2 separate regions of the Anser cygnoides genome follow, and region 1 is linked to region 2. Evidence: chromatin contacts called from public Hi-C data. All regions are on one chromosome and are shown on one strand. The core of a region is the stretch at or near the end of the contact, and the rest is flanking DNA. Distances in the headings are between cores, read along the strand shown. Region 1 has its middle 22 kb from the start of DYNLT2. Region 2 overlaps FAM120B (family with sequence similarity 120 member B).

Region 1 (4,375 bases), core at 1,346-3,845, 290 kb before region 2:
GATATAGTTTTCAAATATGAGTAGAGATCCTATGCTGTTGAAACAGGAACTGGTGAAAATTAATGTTGTAGGAAGTCTTCTGAATCCATTATCTACATCATTATATGAATGTTGTAGTTCATTCACATAAAAGTTTGAAGAAAAGCTTATCTCTGAAGTAATTCTGTTGCACTTGCGTGAATATTTGTGGGCTTTGGTACCTGGTTGGGATCATGATGATGAATGTGTAGTTTATTGAGTTGGGCACTGTAGAAATGCAACAAAACATCAATTATGTAGGAACCTGTGTGTGGAAACAAAGCCTGTCCATTATTGTCTCTCTAGCATTTTCTAGTTATTGTTCACCACCACGATGGTAGAAGGGGTTAGAAACAGCACCCTGTGTCCTTATAAAAATGTAACTCAAGTGACAAATATTTAAAACATTTCTGGGGTTGTTATTACTATTGTATTATACGGGAACAAAATTGATTTACTTTATCTCTTAATGCTCATTATCTAGCAGTTTTCAAGCAGCCTGATAGTCTTCGAAGCAAACGCATGGTGGCAGTGTTTGGTAACTCAACATCACGTCCTGACATTTACTCTCATCTTTTTCCTTTGAATGTGTTTGTAAAGTAGTCAAGTTTTCTGCTAATCTTGTCAGCTTTGTTATTTGTTGTGTGTCCTTTATTGTGGCTGTTGCTTCTGTTGAAAGTGTTTTCTCTCCTCATTTGTTTCAGATCACTTTTGGAGAAACTGAACAACTCTAAAAATGTTTTGTAAATTGCATTCAAATAATAAGATAGAGCTTTATCACTCACCACATTATTTTCTGAGGACTTTTCAAATTTGCCAGTACTCCATCAAGCTCCCCTCTCCTCAAGGAGCTTGAGGATAAGTTCTATGATTTTAATAAACAGTTTAATTATTGTTTCTTACAGAACATGAGATAGTTTGACATTCCTAAAAGAAAAGTTTCCAGATTATCTTTTGTTAATTGCTGTGGTATCATGAAAACAAGTCTTATCTCAAAAGCAAAATATATCTTTTGTACAAAAATGATAATTGTCAAGGAATGTGTTTATTGAGAAAATTGCTCTGAGGTCTTAGCCTTATTGCTATGGTAATGATTTTTCAGCCTGTTAAAACTGAAATGTGCTATTTGTATGCCACCCTGTGAAGAAGATAAAGTTGAGCATTGCTTGTTGGGTGGCCTCTGAAATCCATGTCCACAGTAGCACTTTCAGACCATGCAAAGAGGTTGCAGTTAAAAAAGATTTTCATTCACATGAAGCAGTTTTAGTACACTGTGAAATCTTGTGTAGAAATGTTGGAACATCCCCAGCAAAGCTTGTTTCTGCCTTATACTACAGCAGTGCATCTGGTCCATGTATGGTGTATCACCTTTTTTTCATAAATTGGTCTGCAGATGCTGAGCAGATTCCTGGAGTAAATTATTCTTGTCCCATCTACTTCAGTGCCGAGTTTTTACTCCACTGAGGATCTGCCCCATGCTGTTTGTGTTTCCCTTGAAGTGAATTGGCTCCTATCAGTGCTTCCTTTTTGGACTTGCATCTTTTCAGGGGACTAGAAGAATGAGCCATGTATTTCAGATAAAACTGCTATATATATTAAAAAACAAAACAACAACAACAAACACTAATTAACTTAGTGGCTTAATTCACAGGGAAGTGGAGATTGTGTGGGACTTCACAGCTATAAACCAAACTCTTAATTTTTAAAATATTTTTTGTGTTTTAGAAAGAACTTCATTTAAATTGTTTTTCTTTCTGAGGCTTTTTCAGGGTCAATGCTGTTAGATCACTTGATTTTTGCCTTTTTTAAATTTTCAGGGATAAATGGATATCTGTTATTTAAGAAGTCTTTTAAGTCATATAGATTTTCAGATAGAAATTGACTGAAAGGAAAATACCTGTTGTTTGCCTTCCCTGGGCCCCAGGCAATAGGATATAAATAATGGGTAGTGAATACTGTGGGAGATGAAACTGGCATTTTTTCTGAAGGTGAGAATCCAAGACAATGTATACAATTAAAACCAGCAGCAGCCTTGCCTACCAGAAAGAGTCCATGCCTTCTGGCATTCTCCACCGAATACCTCCTCTGTTCATCTTCCATGTATATGCATCTCACAGTTTCTCTAAAAATAATAATAATAAAAAGGCATAGTAGATCCAGCCAGCACCAGTTTGTTTTCCATGTTTTCTTTTCTCTGTAAGGGATTAGTTGTAGTAACAGATTTCATGTGCCAGAAAGTGGGTGAACATTAACTATTTTGTCATGCACTGATCCTTCCCACAGCCCTGCAAAATTTGAAATGCAGGAATGGTTATTCATTAACATTTCTTTGTGTCTACAGGAAGTACATTTACTATGTAAACATGTTTTATATAGAACATACAGCTGTTTTGAACGAGCACTCAATGAAACATAAGAGTACAGTGCCTACACTGCCACTTCAGAAACTCCAAGATACCACAGCATTGTGTTTTGGAAGAGCAAACACAAAGACTTTTCCTGGAAAATGAATGGTGGAAGTTTCTTAAAAATAAATAAATAAATAAAATGTATTATTTTGATTGTTATATATCTGAAATGCCTGGACACTGAACTACTGATGTGCAGTCAATATTTAGAAGCGGTGGGGTGGAAAGGGGCTTAAAGTTTGTTATGCTCATTTTAGTACAGATCCCATTAGAAAAGGAAGATCGAAGCACCTTTAGAAAGTCTTCAGACTGGGACGTATATTGCTACAGGAAAAATATTATGGTGTGGAGGAAATGTACCCCCAAAGAAGCTGTATGGTGTAGGCCCCCTCATGCACAGTTTACTATTACTGGGGACCACAGGACTGACTGGGATAGGTGTGCTGGGAGAGGCATTATGTACAGCATGCCAAGCCCTAGGGCAGCTCTCCTCTACCCATGAGGGTAGATACTGGGGTGGTTAGCCAGCATTTGGACCATGGGATGGCATATTGTGTGTTTGTGTTTGCCCTTTAGCTGAACTCAGCCTTGCTCAGAAAAGCACAAAACGAGAGAGGGTGGTGTTGGCTGTCTAACAAGTCCTACGTGCGTCTCCTAGGTGTAACTTTTATTAAAACGTTAAGGAAGGGGAGGGTTTCTAAATGTGTTAATGGGAAAATGGTAATATTCTTAAACCGGCAGCATAGGACAATGATAGGAGATGATAATTAGATGAGCTCATGGATGTAGGACCAATGGCAGCTCTGCAGGAGTGGAAGGTTAATTCTACGCAGTTGGTAAAGAAAAACTAACCACCCCTCCTCTCAAAAAAAAAAAAAAAAAAAGCTGCAGTTGACCCTTCAGGATATAATGCACTTGTGTCAACATGGACTCTGCCCAAACATTGTTCTGTTGTGGAAGCAGCTGGATGCCCTGCCCTCTGGTTTATGTAGCACCAAAGGGAGGGAGTAAGGAGAGATGAGGTGAGGGAAGAGAGAGGGGAAAGAGAAGCAGGAGGGAAAATAAAGCGAACCCAGCTCACCATAACAATATGTTACCAAAACAATAACGCTTTCTGAACTGAAAATGCCCTACAAACTGGCTCTCTCAGAGCTTATTTCTTGATATCCAGGGACCTGCATCAGCAGAGAAATAGCATCCACCTCGAAGTCAGAGGAGTTGTTACAAGGAAGCAATTATTCTGCTTCCTTTAAAAATATTTTTCTTAGGGAAGATAGGCAGAGATGGGGAAAGTGGGGCGGGGAGAGAGTAATGGCTATTCCTGTCTGGCCTGCTGTGTTCGAGGTCTAATTTATAGTACCCCGTGTAGCACGATGGTGTCATCTTAATGGTGTATTAACGCTGAAGTCTGGAATATTTATTTGGTTGAAAAATGCAGCCGATACTAAATACATCTCTGGGGAGATGGCTGTGGGATGATTACCGAAGTGATGGCCATCAAATTGATAGCATTTCTCTGTCCTCCTGGGTCCGCTGCTGTAAAAGTGGGACAGGGTGTTTTCTGGGCGAGAGTAATGGTGGCTGCGCTGTCCTCGGGGGCAGATGTGGCCCAGCACCTGCGCTCTGCATCCTGGACAGACAGGGCTGCTGCACAATTATCTCCCAGTTTGCTCTAATTTCTATTCAGATTAATCAGCGGTTGCTTGACACGAGGAGTCACGTAGTGAGCTTTTAAAGCTCTGCCACACCATTTCTGTTTGTTTGTTTACAATCTATTATTCATGCTCGAAATACTGGCCAATTTAACCTCCTGATTTGTAATATTTCTTTTTTTAAAATGCCAGAATTATTTTACTTTTTGTTGTATTGTTGGGTAAGGTCAGATTGAGTGGAATAATTTGGGGGGGGGGGTGTTTAGTTGGTTGATTTTTTTTTTTTGTTTTGGGTGA
Region 2 (4,265 bases), core at 298-2,797:
TTCCTAGTCGTTCATGGGTTGGTTAGTTGGTATTTACTCCAGTGTATAGTTGCTTTCAGGTCAAGAGTGTAGACCATTAATCAGATTCTGTATGGAAATTTGTAAGTGAATGTCAGCATTATTTTTTAATGAATTTCCTTGTAGAGCTACAAGGCAATAGTGTTCTCTACAAAGTAAGTAGAATCCTTTACGAGTTTCACTCGGATAAAGTCTGACTTTTTTGTAGTTCAGTGAGGGGTAGGAAGGGGAGATGTAAACAGCACTGTATGTAGATTGTCATATAATGTAGAATTACTTTAGATTAGCATTAAAAAGAAGAGCTTACTGGAAGGAGGCAACCAATTAAATTAGGCTGGAGCCTGCTGCTGTAGAGAAACAATTGCCAGTGTAGCTCTTGTAAAATCAAGTCAGCTAACTACACAATGTTCCAGTTTGCAGCGGAGACGTATGTATACCCGCTTTTATTCCTTAAGATCCCTCAATTATAAGATTCCTGGTTTGGATACTGACCTCTTTGCAGTTTGCAAATCTTCTTATTTAGTGTTAAATAAGGATAACAAAACAGCCAACACTTTGTAAAAGCAGCAATTGCTGTTTTAGTTAAGAACATGTTAAAAATAATGTAAACTGCTCAATCAACCCTGAAACAAGAACCTCTTACGTTTTGTTTATTTAGGTTAAGATTTTTAGATGCCTAAGATACCCAAGAATCAATAGGAGCTGGATGTCATCATATCCTTTGAAATCACCTGCATAGACCATGCCACTTTGCCAGCATTTATTTTGCTGCCACTGCCAGTGTAATTTTCTTGCACAGCCATTCCTTTCAGTCCCTGTGCAACCTCTCAGTTGTGCCGGTGCAGCTCTTTGTGCAGCTACATGGTGGCAAACTGAAAATAGCTCATTTTTCTCTTCCCTGACTTTCTTGCAGTCAGGTAACTAACCTGGTTCTGTTTCCCTATCTGACTCTGTGTAGTCACAAACAGTTGTGGTAAAACAACCTGAGGGAATAGCAGGGAGTGGGAATGAGCAAATCAATGGTCACCTGAAAAAGTTAACAAGACTGCTGAAAGAACTGCTCTTGAAGCTTTCACTTCGGCTGTAGTTTGATGTATGGTAAGCATGTGCATACATTTATTTACCAAAGTATTACTAGAATAAGAGCCTTATTTTCACCCCACCAAAAAAAAAAAAAGGAAAAAAAAAAAAAGGAAGGGGGATGATCTTGATCATACAACACTTGTTGCTTGTGTTTATTAAAAATATAATTAATATTACCAGAGCTTCTTCTGAGCACTAGGTGGAATATTGCTTTATAGTGATACATAAGTTGTCAACTTTCAACATTGTTCCTAGAACAACTGTACTGTTAGAAAAAATCGAGGAGGAGGGAAAAATAACAGTAAATAGTGCAGGCTGATATACAAGCCAAGCTCTTTCTTTTGTACACAAAGAGTTCAGAACAAAGCCGACAGGTTTTGGCACTAGCTCAGTCCATGGAAATACCTGCACCAGTTGCAAGGTTATGTAATGCAGCCTAAACACGTGGCCAGCTCCTGGAAGTCCTGGCATCACTCCCAGTTCTAAGATTAGCAGCCCAGGCTGACCATGCCTTTGACACTGTCAAAAACAGGCCATTAGTAGAATTTTTGCCAGTTATCACAAGTGACTGCTCAGTAGGGTTGGCGTTGGTGCAGGTGTAGAGGAGCACACCGTTTCCAGCAGTCTCTTAGGTCAATGTTTTGCACGTAGCTGAAATTTTCCTTTAGCTACTAGGCAGTGCTTTCACAGGTTATACAGGGTCTATTTAAGCAAAGGAAATCATGTTTTTGAATTTCACTGGTGATAATCTATATGTGTATTGTGGGGGAAAAAATGTTTCAAAAATTAGACTACTTTTTTACCCAGAGATAATTCCATGCCAGAAGACTTGGCATTTAGTAATCGCCTTTCAATGCAGTTCTTGCTAGGTTCATGTGCTGTGAATTTGCAGGACCTTCTGCAATATATTGTGTTGTCAAGTATGTCCCCTCTTGTTTGTTGTTCTACCCAAATACCATGTACTTTTTTTTTTTACTCAACTTTGTGTCTTCCGTAGCTATTGGTTTATTGCTTGGCCATCCAGTGCATTCAGATAGAACAGGTAACTTGACTTTCCTGCCTTTCTTTCAGTTGGTGCCCTAATAGGATCTGTCAGCCGAGTCACCAGTTTCATGCAATGTTTTGCTGTTTCATACAGTTGAAATCTTTTGTGCTGTTTCAGATTTAGTTGAAAAAGATCAGTGGGTCCATCAATTAGTTAAAAGACAGACATCCTAATTATATAAGCCTTGCTTCCTTAAGAAACCAGGCTAAAATTTAGGAGGTCGAATGGATTGGATAAAGCAGAGTCATTTACGTAATGGCTTCAAACAGTGCTAAAACATGAAAATGCTTTCTGAAAGTGACTTTGGGATATTAAATTGGAAGGTTTTCTTAATGGAAAAACATTATCATAGGCAATGATTTATAATCAAGATTTGAGACTCTTCAGCTATTGGAATGTGCAGTTGAATGTGTAGGTTTTTTTCCCCCAGCCTAGGCATTTTTCATTTTATTCTTCACATCAACAGTTTTCAAACAACAAAGCATGGTAAGCACAGGTGTAGTGCTGTCCCTTGCAGTCCAGTTGCTGACTCTTCAGTCCTTCACCTTCATTGGGAGTTTGTGCTACAGGTCCATGCTTAAGGAAGGTAGAAGAAGCAGGGCAGTAAAACAGATTTTGTCAAGTTCTTTTCCCCTCCTCTTATCCCTGAGTCTAGCACCCCATCTGAGGTTATTCTTCCCCTGCACCATGACATGCTATTGCTCATTCATGCCAGCAGTCATTTTCTGCACTGAACTATGGACAAGGTCAGGAAACTAATGTGACCAAAGTTTTTGAGATGGGGGAGACAAGAGGAGGAGAGTGTTGGAGAGTTGGTTGTTGTTTGTGTGTCTTTGATGTTTTATGCTAGGTAAAGATTTTTGGGGGGTTCACATTGCGGCATTAGAAATCTATGTGAATTAAAATGCACAGTGATGGGAATTAATGACAAAAGGCAGGGATTTGTTGTTAGTACCACTGAAACCCCCTGTATCTCAAAAACACTGAGTGAGAGCTGGAAGGATTTATAGATGCAATTCTGTGAATCTGGAAACTGACCTTGGTTAGCTTTGTACAACAGAAATCAGAACTGGTAACTGACTGTTCTGTCTTCCTCTCCCCAACACCCTTACGGCAGACATGTTCTGAGCGATGCAGAGAAGTAAGGTACCAGATTCCCTTTGATTTTAATGTGAGCTCAGCTTTAAAGCCAGTATGGGGTGGGGAGCATGTGGCTCAAATAGTGAAACTTTTAAGTTAAAAGACGCCTTAATCTTTACATGGAGCAGGGGTGAGGTTGGGGTTTGGAGGGCTAGGAAGCCACTTGAGCTATTAGGCATAAACAATCCCTTTATACCGGATAAAAGATCTGGAACAATAGTCTCTAAAAGCTCTGCATCTGACTGGGGTAACTCCATTGCTGTCAGCTTTCAAATAGATAGCCATCAAGGCTTCCTGTAAAGATTTTTTTGTAAATCCTGATATAGGAATTATCAGGGCAAACTGGCAGGAGGACCATATTAAGGATTGTCTGCGTTTGTGGCCCCGAGAGGCTGAGGTAGTTCATGCAGGTCCCTAAACTACACCAGATGCCTCCACCCTGCCTGAACTGCCTTGGAATGGGAGGGCCTAAAGTTGGCTGAAAGATGTTTTCGAATGCTTTCCACAGACTTTTGTACTTACATTTTTGGCTGCGGTTCCCAACTCCAAACTCATGTTTATGGTACATAATTGAAACTCTCTTCACTTTTTCTGATGATTTGTCATAAAGATACTAAAACTAATCTTTTGTGTTTTAATTTCAAAGAAGTAGAGCAAACAAGTCGTTGTGAAGTACTTCCTATTACTTAGAACCCTGACCACCACTGCTTCCAACTTTTATGCAAGTATCAATGCTTGCACTCGACTTACTCACCCAATTCTGTCTTTGTTTAGGTGGAGCCTGTCCTTCTGTGAAAGAGTGGTTTGTCTATTTCGGAAATCCTCTGCAGCAGCCAGAGGTGATACAACCTGTGCAGCCTCCTCTTCCAGGTAGAATAAAAATGTGTTTAAATCTGAAATAATGACATCACTAAAATCAGGTTGGAAAATATATCATCAGATGTTTGATATGGTATCCAAAATGATTGTGGAGAACAAG

The links. Hi-C and Micro-C count contacts between places; a contact is called where the count stands out from the background.
Region 1: a Hi-C map of liver shows a contact between it and region 2, with 2.7 times the contacts expected there. The contact joins two enhancer-like sites. A contact is called at or near these places in 2 of 7 Hi-C or Micro-C datasets (both in liver).

Annotation. Positions count from the first base shown.
Region 1 is chr3:45,475,606-45,479,980 of Taihu_goose_T2T_genome, reverse strand. No RefSeq gene overlaps it. Among named protein-coding and RNA genes, the nearest start is that of DYNLT2, 22 kb to the left of the region's middle. Within about 2 kb of position 2,595, at least 2 of the 3 cell types and tissues checked have open chromatin away from gene starts, as enhancers often do. A contact at or near this core is called in liver, where this site is marked.
Region 2 is chr3:45,180,758-45,185,022 of Taihu_goose_T2T_genome, reverse strand. It overlaps FAM120B (family with sequence similarity 120 member B), which reads left to right. Exons shown (of 11, transcript XM_013194653.3): 4 at 4,061-4,156. Among named protein-coding and RNA genes, the nearest start is that of DLL1, 13 kb to the left of the region's middle. Within about 2 kb of position 1,547, at least 3 of the 3 cell types and tissues checked have open chromatin away from gene starts, as enhancers often do. A contact at or near this core is called in liver, where this site is marked.